Linked DNA regions of Gossypium arboreum: region 2 is linked to region 1. The links are chromatin contacts, called in public Hi-C maps. All regions are on one chromosome and are shown on one strand. Each heading gives the region's core, a stretch centred on a gene start, on an enhancer-like site or on the middle of the called end of the contact. The rest is flanking DNA. Distances are from core to core; before and after follow the strand shown.

Region 1 (3,490 bases), core at 867-3,366:
ATAAGATAAATATTTTCTATTTGTAATGATAGAATTCCTTACTACATTTTCATATCTTTCCTCAAAGAATATTAACAGAAACAAAATATGAATCACTATTGCTATAGAATATGAAACATTAAATAAAAGAAACTTCCTGTAAAAACTTTGCATCTTTCTGTCAAAGATATTGAAAATCATGAAGGATAAATTTGATAATTGATAAAAGGAACTATCACTTTGAGCAAGATCGTGCTGATAACGTGTTATAAAATAAAGAGAGATAGAAAGAATAAAGAACAAAGAAAATATGAAAGTAGTAGAGAATGTACTTTATTGATCAAAAGGAGTGATTTACAATGCTTCATCAGAGTCTCTATTTATAGGCATAAGAAGTATAATAGGAGTAGAGATCTAATTCTAATAACTATTAGAATTTAAAGTACATTAAAATTTTATATTGATCATGATGGACATCCACTTAATAAGATATTCATAGTAGTTTTAAAGTTTTTATTTTTAATTCATCTCTTTAATTAATAACTCTTTTATTTATAAAATCAAATAATTATTGCAAATACCATTAGTTTTAGTAACTATAATTTTTATATGTGTAATATTTATCTTTCAATCCATATCATGAGTGTAGTAAATTGCCATATTATATATTTTTGTATGTGTACTTGAAATATTTCACATATAAACATAATAATATTTGAAATATTTCACGTATAAAAATATTTTAAATATCATAACCACAATGTAGGTGAAAAACAATAATATTTGAAATAATTATTTGATTTTATAATATTAGAAATCACCATACCCCAAAATATAAGTGGAGAAAATTAATATTTGACATATAAATATTATATATAAAAAATATATCTAAAAATTAGTTAGTATTTTTAAAAATAATTACATATTCATTATTTGATTTTATAAATAAAAAGAGATGAGTTAAAAATAAAAAAGTTAAAAACAATATATTTATTAATTATAAAAATTAATTAAAATAATAAAAGATTGAAACAACATGAAATAAAAATATATATTAAAATGTTTATAAGAAAAATTAAACTTAGGACTCAATAATGAAATTACAATTATCTAATCATCTAATAAAAAGAACTAACGTGTCAAAAATATTAATTAAAAAAATAAAACCATAAAACAATATGAAATAAAAAATAAAAATGTAAGTAGAAGAAAAATCAAACCAAGACTTAAAGACAAAAACATTAACATTTAACTATTGGTTAAATAAATGATTTATTTTAATATAAATACATTCTATTTCAGCTGGCGTGATTGAAAGTGTCCTTTTCCGTTTAAAACAATATAGATAGGTAAATTAAAAAAAACACATATACTCAAATAAGTTTTTTGTTTCAGCATATATTGAAAAAATTAGCCTGGAAGATAACTTGTATGGTATTTACACGTGGAATTATTTAAATTTAGAACATAAAAAATTTGAAGGTCTCACCGTTTCAACTAAGCTTTGTTGACAAATAAAAATAAAACTTCTTTAACTATAATTAGTTACAATTGTCCCAAATTAACATCTAAATTTTAAATTGGTCATTAAATTTTAAAATATTATAATTGGGTCTTTAAAATATTAGTATTGCATCAGTCATATCCTTTTGTAAGCTTAACCATCAATTTAAGCATTAAATGTTAATTCATATTCAATGTGAGCATATTTAAAATGTATGGATCTAATTGTAAACACGTGTACCTATTTTTTGAATAAATTGAATCTAACGTGTTAAGTGTTGCAAAGCTAAAAAAAAAGATTGTTTCTTTTCAACAGTTAAATTTAAGTTATTTATGCATTATATATATACATATTTATAATTTAACCCATGTGTTTTAAATATGCTCCATATCATATTTGAGTGGCATTTAACACTAAAACTAATGCCTAAGCTGATTGAATAAATTGATTAATATGATATTGATATTTTGAGACCAAACTAAAACATTTTTTAAGTTGAGAGATCAATTTAAGATTTGGTCATAGATGCCTAATGAAAATGACCCTATACTTTTAAGATACTAATACATGTGTGGGGACGTTTGTTGTAATTAACCCTGATTAAAGATCCGGGTTTTTTTTGGTTCAAATGTGGTATTGGGTCATTTTTGAAATAAAGATTCAAAGGGTTAAACCCGATAACCCCGATGGTGGCTTGTCGGCAACGGCAATTAAAGACCAAAAAAAGACTAGCCGTAGTTGTAAAGCAACAGAAACGAAACGGACATTTTACTCACCATTTTCCCTCTTATTTCATCTCTTGGTTTCTTCTGTCTCTAATCTCCTCAGTTAACTCAAAATTACAACAATGGCAATGGCTATGGCAATGGCAGAGGCGTTATGGCTTCTCTTGTCTCCTTTTCTTTTCCTCTCTGTTTCTGCCCTTACTCAAAGTAAGTCCTGTCCCCCTTCTGGTGAAAACTAATCACTTGCAACAATGCATTTTATGTTTTCTATTTGGGGTATTGGTTCTGCCTACTGATTGATCTGCTTCATAACTATTGAAATATATCGGTTTTTTTTTTGCATTTTAATTTTTGGATTTTTTTTTCTCTAAATGCTTCTTGTTGATGTGAAATTTTAGTGAGAAAAAATATCAAACAGAAAAAATAAAATATTTGAGAATACAATGAAACTATGTGACTATTTGCATTTTGTATTAACGAAAATAGTTTACTAAACTTTGAATAGAGTACAAAAAAATCAATTTCTATAAATAATTATTATAAAAATTTCTGCAATAATTCTTTATAAAATAATCTGAGAATAGTAGAAGATGGAGGAAGAGTAGAAAGAATTTTGAGAATAGTTGTTTGGTTTTTTGGTAAGTTGGCTAGAATTTTTTCCAATGATTGTCTATTTTTATTTGACTTGATTTTCTTTTGAGTTTTTATTGTTTGTTTTCGCTGGATCTCGTGATTAAATTTGTGTCTTTTAATTGATTGATTGGTTTTTTTTATTTTGTTTCTATTTTTAGTGCTTTAATTTAGTGAGAGCAAGGAAAACAAAGGAAAGAAAATTTACTTTTTGCATTTTAGATTTCCATCCCATCATTATATTGAGATTTTTCCAAGCTTCATTACTTAGCAGAGGATTTGGGATAAATAGGTAGGGATAAAATTCATGAAAGCTTATCTATGCTAACATTATTAATTGTAGAAATGGGCTTTAGCCACTGGTTTTGATTATAATGTATATCTTATCAAGGACAGTATTTGGTCTATGTTGTGAGATGTGATCTTGTACTTTTCTTTCTTGTTTAAGATAGTATCGTTTAATTGCGGTGTTTTATGGTTTTCCAAATGTGTTTGTTGAGGTGTTTTTTTTATTAACCTTTTTGTTTTTATTATGGATGTGAAAAAAAATCCGTTTATAATTTGGTATCTTTAAGCTTCTAAATCTCAATTCGTAGTAAACAAAGAATTCAGGACATTGGTGTTTTTAGAATACTAAGTTCTAGCTCTGGTA
Region 2 (3,285 bases), core at 440-2,939, 500 kb after region 1:
CAGTTCTGTTTAATTTAGTCCTCTATTTCAACAAGCAATCTCAATATCATACTATGCAAAACAATATAAATATGAAACAATTAAAATGATTCAAATAATAGAAATACAAACCGAAGACTCAAGTTACTTGTTGTTGGCTCTCGTATTTCTTTTCCCTTTTGACGGCCCTGCGTCGTCTTTAGCTACGAATAATAATCCAACAGTACAAAACATCAAATTCCAATTCAAATCACAACCAAATACAAAGTCACACATATTTTGCAATTTATTCTATTTAGTCTCTAAACCCGAGACAAGCATAACTTTCAATCTAAACCCTCAAATTAAAATTCGATTTCACCTATTTTCATTAGGGACCTTCTATTTCCTATTCCTACCAAGATTTCATAATAGTTTTTCATTTTATTCAATTTGATCCCTATTGTACAAACTATTAATTAAACTTTACAATTTAGTCCTTTTTAAACTAATCTTAATTTCTATCAAATTCTCACAAATTTCATCAATTTCTCAACTATGGAAACTTTAAAAACATTGACAGTTTCACAATTTAATACATGTGTTAGCTAGTTCAAGCCCCTATGACCTCAAATCTATAAAAATTAATAAAAAATGACCAGGGACTTATTTAGCCAAGAGCTTCAAAGTTAGCAAAAATAGTGTTTTACTTTTATGTTTCTTTTTTGTTGAGATGAAGAAGATGAAACTCTCATCTCTCTTTCCTCTAATTGCATTTTATACTATGGTTTTAATTTAATTAAACTAGTTTAATTAAATTAACCTTAATTATTTAAGCTTAATAAATAATTAAATTAAGTAAATGACGCCATCCATCAATGCCCACTAACATATATTTAAAATCGGTATGTTTTCTATTATAGTCCTTTGGTTAATTGTAATTTAAGTCTCCAAGTCTTATTCTAATTAAAATATATAGTAATTAGACTTTTACAATTTAGTCCCTAAGCCTTAATTACTCACAATTTCAATTAAATCACTTAACTAAATTTCAATTAATCAATACAATAACTCTACAAATATCTCTATTAAATATTACAGATTTAGTTTACGAAAACGAAATTCTGAAACGTCATTTTCTAATACTAATAGAAACCAAATCGTTACATTTTACTAGCTTTTAGACTCAACCTCAAAAGCTAAAAAAATAAAGCTTTTGGCTTTTGACTTGTGAATGCAAAATTGTCAAAATATCCTCATTTATTTCATCCCAACAAATTGAAATTTAATTGATTGTGACATAATATACAACTAAATAAATCCATATCATTCAAATATATTTTTAAGCTTGAACTTAGCATTTAGCAATGAACATGTAAATTATTCTAAAACAAGAGCAATGAGCATGTAAATTAATAAAAAAAATTTCTCTAATATAGTTTATATGTTTAAATTAAAGTTTACAAATAATTTATATTAATTGCTTTAAAACTATTTAAATTTTATATTTTATATATTAAATTATTAAATTATTTAAATACTATTTAACTTATTTTTAAGTTCCAATATCATATTTAAAAAATATATTTTTTAATAACAGTGAACAACATTTGAAATTAACAAATCGTATCGTTTTGAAAAGCAATTTTTAACAATGGTGACCTAGCCCCAAGTGTAATGGATTAAAACGCAGCGTTTTGGAATTTTAAGTAAATTGAATATCTCAATTGCTGTTGTCGAATTTCGACCACAAGGTTAGGTGAAGTTCAGTTCAATGATAGCATACAAAAAAACGTGCGGATACAGTTTCAAGATTACATGGCGGATTATAATTGGATAATGTTCTAAAAGGAAATTCAGCTACGGTCCTCTGCGTTTCAACTTTCAACAAGGATCAACATCATTGTCTTCAAATCTTTCTCAGTGCATTTCTTTGGTCATCCTTTTTTTTTTCTAAGAAAAAAAAAAACTCCTTATGCGAACAAACAATGGCAATGGCGGGGGATCTGTTAAGACTCACTGTATTAAATCGGCCAAAGCTCTCTCTCGGTAATGGCGCGAAACTCAAAGCTGACCGCTTTGGCTTGCTAAAACGATGCCCTCGCGGTCGTTTCCATTGTCAGCCTCGGTCAACTCCTGGATTCGTCTTGTTCAGTTCACTGGAGACTAGATTAGAGTCGGAGGAATCATCTATACAGCCGGTAGGACAGAAGCTTAAAGACCCGTCGGTTCTCCTCGATGTCAACGGGATGATGTGCGGCGGATGTGTGTCCCGAGTCAAATCGGTTATCTCTTCCGACGAGCGAGTCGAATCAGTAGTGGTCAACTTGTTGACCGAGACGGCGGCGATCAAGTTGAAGCGGGAGGTGATGGAGAGGGAAACCGCGGAGAGTGTTGCGGAGAGTATAGCTCAGAGGGTGAGCGAGTGCGGGTTCATGGCTAAGATGAGGGTTTCGGGGACTGGAATCGCGGAGAACATGAGGAAGTGGCAGGAAATGTTGAAGAAGAAAGAGGAATTGTTGGTGAAGAGTAGGAATCGAGTGGCTTTTGCTTGGACTTTGGTGGCGCTTTGTTGTGGAGCTCATGCTTCACATATTTTGCACTCCCTAGGGATTCATTTCGGCCATGGTAATTTAATTTAATGCAATTCAATTTCTTATTTAAATTTGATATGTGATAATGACGCCTATGGTTTAATTATGTTTGATTCAGGATCGTTTCTGGAAATCCTTCATAATTCTTATGTCAAAGGAGGATTGGCTTTAACGGCTTTGTTGGGTCCAGGAAGAGGTTTGTTGTTTTATCCCTTATTTTCACATGCATTAACATTTAGGCGGCATGTAAAAAATTCTATGTTTGGATATATGAATTAGAAAATTTTGGATTTATATTTGGTTTGTTATATAAGTTGTCAGGATGAATTGCATACTATAAATTAGTTAAATATTTAATATGATATGTATTTGAAATGTATAGAAACTTGCATGTCAAATTCACAAATGCCTTTAGAAATTTCAAATTCACCGTGAAAAATACCTCCACAAATTCATGAATTTGAAAAATAATCATAATATCTATCTATAGTATATATAAAGTGGCTGATTGAGTTGGTGTCAGGCTGTGAGTTACTAAAATACCTTTACTTTAAAGGGTAATCAGTATTACTTTAAAAGTGTTTTCATCTTTTCATACTCTTATATAAAATTCAAATAAAATAACTAAAAACATTATTTGCAAATTGACCACAAGACCAACAAATTCATATAAAAGACCCTTGTCACTCCACTGATAATAATTTATTGATATATTTTATAAATATTTTTAATG

The links. Hi-C and Micro-C count contacts between places; a contact is called where the count stands out from the background.
Region 2: a Hi-C map of leaf shows a contact between it and region 1, with 2.6 times the contacts expected there. The contact joins the promoter of LOC108486488 here to the promoter of LOC108465445 in region 1. A contact is called at or near these places in 2 of 5 Hi-C or Micro-C datasets (both in leaf).

The regions. Positions count from the first base shown.
Region 1 is chr6:114,501,214-114,504,703 of ASM2569848v2, forward strand. It overlaps LOC108465445, which reads left to right and starts at 2,117. Exons shown (of 2, transcript XM_017765770.2): 1 at 2,117-2,415. The coding sequence starts at 2,331.
Region 2 is chr6:115,004,638-115,007,922 of ASM2569848v2, forward strand. LOC108486488 (copper-transporting ATPase PAA2, chloroplastic) reads left to right here and starts at 1,690. Exons shown (of 18, transcript XM_053029443.1): 1 at 1,690-2,586; 2 at 2,671-2,748. The coding sequence starts at 1,947.